Linked DNA regions of Oryctolagus cuniculus: regions 1 and 2 are each linked to region 3. Evidence: chromatin contacts called from public Hi-C data. All regions are on one chromosome and are shown on one strand. Each heading gives the region's core, a stretch centred on a gene start, on an enhancer-like site or on the middle of the called end of the contact. The rest is flanking DNA. Distances are from core to core; before and after follow the strand shown.

Region 1 (3,769 bases), core at 1,044-3,543, 1.1 Mb before region 3:
GTCATCACTCCTATTTCTTTCACGCAATGCCAAAGGAGACTTCCTTTTGAAATTCTGACCAGCAGCCAAATAAGGACCCGGTTCAAATATACATGCAGTGTGTCATGGACAGGGTGCCCCTCCCCAGCCCCACAACCAACCTTTCAAGAAGCTACAACTGCCGAGATCAGCATCCCCTCTCCCCACCATTTCAAACTTTCTAGCCACTGGAAAAGAAAAATGGTAGGAAACATTTTAGGATTAAATGATGTCTGCCCTGATACTCACTAGGATCAGTTGCCTGCATGCCCATATAAGGCTGGCTGTACTACTGGCAATTCCACACACTGAAATTGCTACACCAAGCTGCTCTTTTCAACAAATCATTTGCAGGGCGCGCACCGTCCTGAGCACAGGCTACCCAAGGGGTTCATGCTTACTTAGCAGTGTGCCTTCTATTGTAATATATGCACATCCTGCCCCCTCCCCACAGACTCATCAAAACAGCAAGCATGAGCAAGCAAAGGGGTAAAATCATTGTTTTCTCTCTCCCCCTAAAATTAGATGTCTGAGTTACAGTGCATACGAGAGTGTTCCAAAGAGAGGCGGCGATGTTATTTTATTGATGTTCCAAAGACACAGGAAAGCACATTTATTGCGATCTTGTTAAACTTTCATAATCTGGCTAATTTAAAATCTCCATTATCCTGATGAGCACCAGGGACCTCAACCAAGCTCTCAGAGAGTTTAAAAGCCTCTGAAGGCCACCAGGAGCCAAGTCTGGCTAGTTGCCCAAATCCCAAATGCCCGAAGGAAACTACTTAGATCAATTTCAATCACGTCCTGTCTTTGAGGAGGAAAAAGGGGGGAGGGGGAGAGGAAGGCAGGAGAGGATCGGGAACAATTAAGCAGGCATCGGAAGGCTGCAACACTTCGCATTTCATCCTTCTTAAAAGCTTTCTAGACTTGGAAACCCACAGAACCTATTTGATCAGCTAATTCACTCTGTGACAAAAAGCAAACAGCTCGTCAGGGCAGAGACACAACACGGGGACCCTCCTGCTATCTTTTTATAGACAATGGGGCAAGTGTTGGAGTCTCTCTCCTCAGGCAATCCGAGGTTTTTAGAAGGAGAAAAAAAAAATTAAGTTTCTAAAATTCCCAATGCCCCACATTCCAGTTCCAGTAAAATGCCGGAAACAGGGGTTCTTCTTCCCAAACTAAGACTTGAGGCAATTAGGAAGGGCTGCCTGTCATATGACTGACAAGTCACTGGTGTGTGCAAACAGTTTTTTTTTTTTTTCCTGGTCAACAAGAGAAGCAAGTAAGAAAAATAAGACAGAGCTAGGTTCATGTTAAGAATTCCAAACAAGGAAAACAAATGGGAAATGCCCTAGATCTATGTTTCGTTGTCAAAAATGTTAAGATTAAAAAAAAAAAAAGCTGTATGGATACACACCAAACAGCAAAACAAAAACAAAATCTTAAAAAAAAAATGCCTTGGCAGTCCGTGCGAGTGCGTTCATATGACAACGTCCAGCTGTGGAGTTTGGACCCGGTACAAACGCCAGACTCGTGCCAAGGGCTCGGGCCGGGATCAGGCCGAGGAGTTCGGGTTTCCCCCGGGGTGGATGCTCCAGACGCTCGGGTGGCAGGGAAAAAACACGCCGGGCACCGCGGAGCCGGGCTCGCTCGGCTCGGCTGTCAACTCCGCGGCGCGCTGCAGAGCGACCCCCGAGCGTGCCGAAGGGCGCTCCGAGATCAGGATTTCCATGTTTTTTTGTTTTTGTTTTTTTTTTTTTTAAATGACTCGAACCACAGCAATCATCCTCATCCAAAGCTGCACCTCCGAGCACACACCACCCTGCCTGGCGCCTCCACGCACTCCCTCCTCGGCGCCCTGGACACGTGAGAAAAAAATCCCTATTTACCTGTTGCCAATATTCCTCCAGGGACGGGAGAGCCGAGAAGTAGCCCGTTTCGTGCACAATCTGGAGTTCCTGGAAGATACTGCACATTGGGAGCACATCCATGTCGGGTTGGAAAAGACAGTCCCCGCTGTCGGGAACACGGGGAGGTGTGCGTTCTGGAGTCGGAGCCGAAACTCTCCCCGCCAGGGCAGGTGAAAGTTTCATGCAAACTCAATCAGACGCCCCGGTCCGGACCCTCCCGCAGCCCGCAGCGCGCGCGCGGAGCCCACACAATATTTGCAAACACCGGACTGACTGCAAACGTAACCCCTGCAAAACTTCCCTATTCAAAGCTCCTCTGCCAGCCTCCCCCCTCCTCCCCGGGCTGGCTCCCCCCACTCCCCCTCCCCCCACGTGACTCGCCGCGCGCCCGCCCCGCGCGCTGCCCAATCCGGTCGCGCCCGGTCCGAGGGCCGCGCGCAGATGATGTCAGCTCCGGCCAATGGCGAGCGACATCGCGCAGCGGCCCCGCCTGGCGTGACCGAGCCTCTCCATCACAGCCCTCCTCATTGGCTCAATTCGAACTCTGCCCTCTCTGATTGGAAGGCGGCCTCGCAGGCTATTTTTAGCAGGGTATATAAGACGCGGGCCGTCGCGCGCCGGAGGAGTCGGTGCTGGGAGGTGCGCGGCCGAGCGCCGTCGTCGGCCGGCGGTCGGGGAAGCCGGGCTGAGGGAGCCGCTTTGGGGGGAACCGTGCCGGACTGCGCCCGCCCGGGCCCCTGCGTATCCGTCGGTGTGACCCTAGCCGGGCCCGGCCGGGTCCGGCAAAGCACCCTACGCAAGCTTGCTCCCTGGCGGCCGCTCCGTCCGTCTTTGTCCCACTCAGCTGCGTCCGGTTCCCCTCCGTTCTCACACCCGCGGCGTCCCACGCGGTCCCTTTCGCGCTGGTGCTCCGTCCCCCTCCCTGTGCAGCGCGCGGGGCCGCGCTGGCCTCCGCGGGCTGTCCCTGTCTCCCCCGGGGTCCCGGCTTCCGGCCCGTCCCTCTGTGCGTCCCGCTCCGCAGGACTGCTGCACGGAGCCGGGGAGGGGGCGCGCGGGGCGCAGGTTTGCTGAGGGGACCGCAGGGTCGGCTGGCGGGGACCTGGGGGACGGGTCGTGGGCGACCCTCCACCCCCTCCCCCGGGACCCTGCGTGAGGGGAGCCTGGGGCCCGCCCCCACCCGAGGGTCCCTGCGCTGCGCTGCCCACCCTGGGGCCGGCGGCGGGCACCGTCAGGTGCACACATCGGTTGAGCCTGAGGTTCAGGAAAAGGATCGAGGAGCCAGTGCGCTCAGATTCTGTGGAGCGAAGCTTACCTCTGCTTGTTAGAAACGCAGCGTCTAAGGTCTCCAACCCTGCTCGTGTGTTTTCATAAGCCCCCAGTAGTGCCAGCTGAAGTTTGAGGACCAGGCGTGTATAGCTTAAACGTCCTTTTGTTTGTTGTCATACAATAACCCTCATTCTGTGAAAATGCGGTGTTTACTTCTGATTGGAAGAAATCTGTTTATGTTGCAGAAGGCAATCTCAAAGAACCCTCACCAAGGTTAACAACTAGGTTTTCCCACGAATGTGTAAACAATTCAAATTAGGTTGAGACTCTCATTCAGTGTGTGTGTGTGTGTTTAATAAAAATTATCTCCTAAAATACACTGTTATGTTCATCTTAAAGAAAAATTCCAGGAACATGAAGAATAAGCATTTTTAAAATTCAAAACAGAAAACAATTATAACCACTAATTTAGAATAGAGTGTGATTAATACCCTTTTTTAAATATTTCTGAAGAAAGGTGTATGTAAAATAATTTTAGAAGATCTCGTGTATTAAATTTGGGAAGACGAGTG
Region 2 (3,552 bases), core at 151-2,650, 1.5 Mb before region 3:
TGAAGATTTTTCCTCTATGGCCGTAAAACTGCTACATTCTATGTATACATACATTATTTATAATTGAATATGATGCAAATAAAGATTATAGAATGAAAATTATATTTAGGTTCTTGCTGATTTTTTTTTTTTTTGACAGGCAGAGTGGACAGTGAGAGAGAGAGACAGAGAGAAAGGTCTTCCTTTGCCGTTGGTTCACCCTCCAATGGCCGCCATGGCCAGCGCACTGCGCTGATCCGATGGCAGGAGCCAGGTGCTTCTCCTGGTCTCCCATGGGGTGCAGGGCCCAAGCACTTGGGCCATCCTCCACTGCCTTCCCGGGCCACAGCAGAGAGCTGGCCTGGAAGAGGGGCAACCGGGACAGAATCCGGTGCCCCGACCAGGACTAGAACCCAGTGTGCCGGCGCCGCAAGGCGGAGGATTAGCCCAGTGAGCCGCGGCGCCGGCCGGTTCTTGCTGATTTAAGACACGTTTTAAAGTAAGTTACTTGATGTAACTTTTTAATTGTTCACAAACTGTTAAATGTCTGAAAATGTTTTATCGAGTTTTAGGGTAAAGTGAACATTTTTATACATTTGAGGCTTGTTTTACCTTTGTGATAAATTAACAAATACTTGAAGAGAAATGGATATATATGGTTTCAAATCTAATAAATCTAGCGCACAAAGCATTTTGTTAAAAAGGTAATTGTGGGCTGGCATTTGGCTTAGCAGTTCAGATGCTTATCAAAATTCCCACATTCCATATTGGAGAGCTTGTTGCTGATTCCAGTCTCCTGCTGGTGAGTATACTGGGAAATAGCAGGTGATAGATCAATTGGTTGGGTCCCTGGCCCCCAGTGTGGGAGACTTGAATCAAGTTGCTGGCTATTGGTGTTAGCCTGACTCAGTCCCAGCTGTTTCAGTAATTCAGGAAATGAACCAGAAGGTGAAAAATCTGTTTGTATCTCTCCAATAAAATAATTTTTAAAATAAAGTATTTGTATATATTTAATAAGAATAACATTAAGTATTTTTCGTAAGTCCTTAAATAAATTAAAAATAAAGAGCTGAAAATTCCCAGGAACAGAGAAAATTTGACCTCAAAGGTAAAATTACATCCGAGACTTGGAAAACAGGAAATTTCAGATGATTTTTGGCAAAATACATGATGCCACTCCTTCTCTTGGTGTGTTAAGTTTTCCTGAGTCTGTGCATTCCTAGTAACTCATGAAGTCTCCAAAGGCTGAAGTTTCAGTTCCAGAAAGAGGAGTAGTAGAAACACCACCACTAAAAAGAACAAGCAAATAATATTGACATTGTGGCTCTTCACCAAAATCGCAAGTTCAGATTTCCAAAGCCATCCCCAGGGACAGGACATCTCCCAGACGGCTGGAGAATAAGCTTTCTGGCAGTTGGAAGGAGGGGTCATTGTTCAGAACAGGAAGCTGTGTGTGAATGAGTGCATTATGTGGCTTGTGTGTGATGGCAGGATAAAGGACATCACAGAGCTAGGCAGGGCGGTGTGTGTTGAAAATATATGTTTCTTTGTTGCCCAGAGATAAGTGAAAGCCTAGATTTATCTGTCTTTTTCAGGCCAGAGGAAAACACCCAACAACAACATCAACAACAACAATAACAACAAGGAGGAAGAGTGGGTGTGCTAGAAATTCCATTGGCATGAAGTCTGCTGGGAAAAGCCTGGCTAGGGACATGGTTGGTGAGAAACAGATTTGGCACTTATTGTTTTGCTGTATGAGTAAGCCTCCAAAGCAATGTGGGTGTGTGCAGTCGGAAAGAAAATCAGAGTTCAACAAAACGCATGAATCACTTGGTTAACTGTTAAGGAAAGCATATATTAAGTGATTATTTAGCTCCTAAAATTAAAACAAAATAAGAGCAGCAACAAAAACTTCCATCCCCCAAGTCTTTGAAAACTGAAGATGGCAAAACAGTGCAAGTGGATGCAGTTAAAGCATTTTGCCAAAGTCCAGCAAGAAGGCGCATGTTACCTAAAATCTTTTTTTAAAGCATCTTTATATAATGAACTCCAGGGCTATTAAAAAGGTAGCCAACCCGCCTGCTTAGCTTTCATTAAGCCCCTAAAAAAAAAAAGTGCTGGGTCGGAGTTTGTGAAAGTTGGAATTTAAGTGGTGATACGGGTCTTGTACTCCTCCACCACGGGTCACCATGAATCAGAGTTTTGTGGTTAGCCTACTCAAACAGGCAAGCACTTGGTGGTTTGTCTTTTGTTTAATTTGTTACAAGATCATACAAGATATTTTTCAACAGAGTTTCAGAAAGCATCTTGGGAAATCCACAAAAATGGGCTGAATCATCTAACCAAAAGCAGTCCCAACCGCATCAGAATGACTTTCAAAGTCTTGCTCCTCTTTCTTTGAGAACGTTTTCTCAGCTTTCCCCGGGTGCAGAGCAGAGATGCAGAGATGGATTCAGGATAGACACGAAGGTAAAGCAGAGTGTGAGTACTGAAAACCCGAAAACATTTCAATTATGAAGGGAAAGTGAGTCAGAGGCAGCCTTAGCTACTTTTGGTACTCAGGGTGATGAGCTTTTCTGGAAAAGTGACTGAGTTATGAATCTATCGCTAAGAAAAGCTATTCAGGAAATCTGAAGAGCGCCTTCACTCTCACCCTCATGACACCATATCACATTGGGACAGACCACGCTAGCTTTCTTCCCCCCTTTTCCTTCCTCATCCTTGCTGCCATTCCTTTACCGTCTCATCACTTTTTTTCCCCTCCAAACTCACAAAGCAGGTTAGGTTTTCTTTGGCTAGTGACCTGACCTTTAGTATTGGGGAAGATGCTAATCTGTTTGCCCACATATAAGCCCAAAGAGAATTGCTTCTAGTGGTTAAAAATCGTCTTCAGCATAGACTCAAGCTGGAAGAATGAAAGGTACACAGGGCGTCAGCGGTGGAGTTCTTTGCTATTTTGACCATTTCATTTTAGTAGCAGAATCACATTTCAAGTAGGGAGGTGTTTCCATTTTTTAAAAAATGCTCTTGAAATCCATGACTCAGTGTACATGGCAAGCAGCTGAAAGAGCTCCTCAGAGATTAGGGCAGGGGGAGCCTTGGCAAGTCTGCTCTGTTGCACTGCTGCTGAGCCAGCTGTTCCCACCTGGGTCCAGAAAGCCGGTGGGTATAGACATGGAGGGCCCCTCTTCCGTTCCCACATGCTTCTGGTGGCTCCTTGCCTTGAACTGAAATGGGTCCAGTGGGATGGAAATTGATGACGCAGCTGTGCTTTGACTGTCTCTTGCCTTGAATTCTCTGGAAGTGTTGGCTTCAAGCATGAAGTATGAAGATAGAGAAAGGTGAGGAACAATCAGTACCTTAGTTATTGAGAGAAAAAAGTAAAGAGGTTCTCTATAGAGGTGAGCCCAAGGTAAAAAAAATAAAATCACTTTGTTTCTAGTTCCCAAAGAATAAAATGCAAGGTTGATCTTTCCTTAATACAGCTGGAAGCACTACCTTGAAAAATAGTTGTTGGCTCAAATGCAGCCCAAGTCTCAAGTCAAATAATTTGCTTGGCCCTGTGATATGACA
Region 3 (3,406 bases), core at 164-2,663:
AAACTGAACGCACATTTTCTCATGTAGAATTTGGGTGTCTTAACATCAACCACGAGGCCACATGCCCAACCCTCCATTTCTTTCCTTTAATTTCTCTGAAAAGGTTAAGCTTTGGTAGCTAAGAGAAAGGACTGCAATTGTGGGTCAAAAGGTTTCATACTATCTCAGCTCCCCAAAAATGGCTCCCAGGGTGCACACAAGTCACCGTATTGGCATCTTCTGGGAACTTCTCAACAAACACCACCTTGACTGCCCCAAGAGCCAGGGCACAGCCTACCACAGGCTTCCTTTTCACTCTGATCACTGAGTGGTTCATAAAACTAGCAGGACCAACCCTCTAGACTTCCCTTCCCCAAAGTTGGTTGCAGATTGCAGAGCCCTCTCCTCATTTCCTGTGCCAACAATCCCTTCTTTCTCATGTCATATCTGTTTCTGCTTTATCCATGGATAAAGGTGGTTTGGCACCTTTGAACTCCAACAGATAGAGTTATTTAACGTTTCTATGACAGTGAGACTAAATTTAGTTTGAAGAAGATGATATGTCAGGTCCAATAATATTTATAAACCTTGTTGATGTTCAGCTTACTGTGGAGCAATGGAGCCCAATTTCCTGTTTTATTCATCCTTTTTTCCCCAAACTTTATTTATTAGAAGAGACAGAGAGAGAGAGAAAGAAAGAAAGAGGGAGGGAGCCCTCATCCACTGGATTGTTCCCCACATGTCCACAATGACCACTATCTAGGGCAAAACTGAGAGCTGAGAACTCAATCCAGTTCTACTGCATAGGTCCCAGGGACCCAACCCCTTGAGCCATCACCTCCTCCCTCTGAGGTCATGCACTAGCAAGAAACTGGAATCAAGAACAAGAACTGAGCTGAAACATGAACCCTGGTACTCTACTTGAAGCCTTCGAGAGGTTAATTTAAAGCAAACAGTCTTTCACAAGAGACAAAAGTCCCAATAAAATCACATGCCATTATTTAAAACTTCTTTTTATTTAAGATCAGCACAAATAAATATGTGCTAATATCCTGGCATTTAATCTTCCTCCTTTATATTTCTGACTTCTGCCTTTGTTTCTGGGCTATTTTTCTCCCTATAAACAAAAGCCATCAGGCGATTGGGACTTATAATTCTCTCCAAAGACATTTGTGCTTTTCTATTTCTTTTTTGTTAGTCAGAATCAAAATAACCCAAGAGGGGTAGGATAAAGGAAGTATAATGAGTATACACTTATTAGGGCATTTTATCCAGCAACTGTCTCCAGATAGCAGCTGCATGAGTCATGCCGAACACGTGGATGTCTGTGAGCCTCCAGGGATTACCAAACTCTGACTCAAGGGTGGAGTTTGGTTGCTGAGGCATTTCACAGGGCTCAGCACACTGGGTGATGTCAGTTAATCCAATTACAGTCAGCGGATCAGCAGTATTCCAACAAACACTGCGTTCATTCAGTTCCAGTCAGAACTTCCAGTGGCACAGCCAAGGAAATCTAGGTGGCACAAAAAAAGCTTCTGATAATGGAAAGTACTGGAGGTCCAGCTTAGATATGGCTCCAGGCTTAAACCAATCCCCTGTCAATATCCTATTAGTCACTTCCAGACAGTGTGTCAGAGCAACAGGCTAGATTTCACCTGATGCCTTCAGTTTCTTTGACGATTTTTAAACACCTCTGCTAAGGAATCCGTTTGAGGAACAGATCTATTTTTATTCATAATGACTTCTCCATCTGTCTTGCTATTTTCTAAAAACAGATTAGCATCCTGCATGTATAACCTAGTTTATTTGGTGAACTATTCAGAGCCAAAATGTCTTTCCAAAGAATAACAGAATGATATGAATATTCTGTTTTACAATCACAGAACTAATAGTTACTAAAAAGTGAAAGAATATTTAATTCACTATGATGAAACTATATATTGACTTGATTTTTTGAAACTAGTGGGAACAGGTCCTTGTCAAGTCTTTAACAGATATTTTTCTTTGTGTGAGTTTTCCCTCCTGTGTGTTTTAGAAATAGTTTAAGAATGGGGGTCTGGAGGCTGGTACTGCTCCATCACTGATTTATGGTACAATCTTGAATAAAACCATTAAGTTCTCTGTTCTGATCTCATACTGAAAAGAAGAACAAAATCAGAACAAAATTAGAATGAAACTACTGATCATGGCTGAAAATTTGTTGAAACAATGATATGAGGTAAAAGTATTTAAAGAGTAGCCCAAATATATCAAGTCCTGTTATGTCTGTTAAGATTAAAGTCTTTAGGTAAGATTTCACACCTACTGCATAGGTAAATTGAAAATAAAGACTTCCTAGCTTCATTAAATCAACATCATTTAAATAAATGATTTTATATGTAGTTGTGAATTTTGTTGCAAAGTTGAAATTCCTTTAAAAATGGGAGTAAGTTATTGTATTGCTGTTGTATCTAGATGTGTTAGTTTATAGTCATCAGTGGTAGTAGCGTCCGTCTCTCTATCTCATCTGTACATGTTTTGTCTCACGATGTTCATTTGTATTCATTTTTTATCTAGAGGAAAATATACCATGAAATTCACCTTTTTAAAGTGTACACTTCAGTGACTTTCAGCATAACCATAAAGTTGTGAGTTCATCACAACCATGTAATTCCGAAATATATTCACACCACAAAAACAAATCCCATACTATCTAATATCAACTTCCATTTATCCCCTTCCCTTAACCCCTAACAAATGCTAATTTAGGTTCTGTCTCTATGGGTTTATCGTTTCTCTATATTTCATTTTCATGTATCTAGATTATTTTTCTTATCAATATTTTAAAGATTCATTAATATTTTATCTTAGTTTTTAAAGATTTATTGATTTATTTGGTACAGACGGGGTGGGGTTGGATTTCATCTGCTAGTTCATGTTCCAAATGGTTGCAATGGTGGGGACCCAGCCAGGCCAAAGCCAGGAGCCTGGAACATCATCTGGGTCTCCCACTTGGGTCCCAAGCATTTGGGTCATTTTCAACTGCCTTCTCAGGTTCATTAGCAAGGAGCTGGATCAGAGGTGCAGCAGCTGGGACTCGAACTGTTGCCCACTGGGATGCCAGTGTTAAAAGCAGCAGCTTAACCCACTGTACCACTATGCCCACCCTCTCACTCATGTTTTAGATTGTACTAGATGTGTCATTTTTATGACTGAGTAATACGCCATGATATGGCTATAAAACACTTTGCTTTTCCATTCGTTAAGAGTCATTTCCACATTTAGACTACTACCAGGAAGTGAAAACCTACTATTATGAACTTCTGTGGGCTGGGCCTTGTTTGGACATGCGATTTCAGCTCTCCTGGAGTAGAGTTGCTGGGTCATATGTGATCTCTATGTTTAAGTGGTTGTCTAACTGCCAGATTGTTTTCCAAAATATGTACAC

Evidence for each region. Hi-C and Micro-C count contacts between places; a contact is called where the count stands out from the background.
Region 1: a Hi-C map of psoas muscle shows a contact between it and region 3, with 5 times the contacts expected there. The contact joins the promoter of KLF6 here to the enhancer-like site in region 3. A contact is called at or near these places in 3 of 6 Hi-C or Micro-C datasets (embryonic fibroblasts, psoas muscle and skin fibroblasts).
Region 2: a Hi-C map of embryonic fibroblasts shows a contact between it and region 3, with 4 times the contacts expected there. The contact joins two enhancer-like sites. A contact is called at or near these places in 2 of 6 Hi-C or Micro-C datasets (embryonic fibroblasts and psoas muscle).

The regions. Positions count from the first base shown.
Region 1 is chr13:92,835,039-92,838,807 of mOryCun1.1, reverse strand. KLF6 (KLF transcription factor 6) reads right to left here and starts at 2,293. Exons shown (of 4, transcript XM_002720810.5): 1 at 1,911-2,293. The coding sequence starts at 2,114.
Region 2 is chr13:93,225,604-93,229,155 of mOryCun1.1, reverse strand. No RefSeq gene overlaps it. Among named protein-coding and RNA genes, the nearest start is that of TRNAA-UGC, 96 kb to the left of the region's middle. Within about 2 kb of position 1,400, at least 3 of the 8 cell types and tissues checked have an H3K27ac peak or open chromatin away from gene starts, as enhancers often do.
Region 3 is chr13:91,761,633-91,765,038 of mOryCun1.1, reverse strand. No RefSeq gene overlaps it. Among named protein-coding and RNA genes, the nearest start is that of PGER5, 1.1 Mb to the right of the region's middle. Within about 2 kb of position 1,413, at least 6 of the 8 cell types and tissues checked have an H3K27ac peak or open chromatin away from gene starts, as enhancers often do.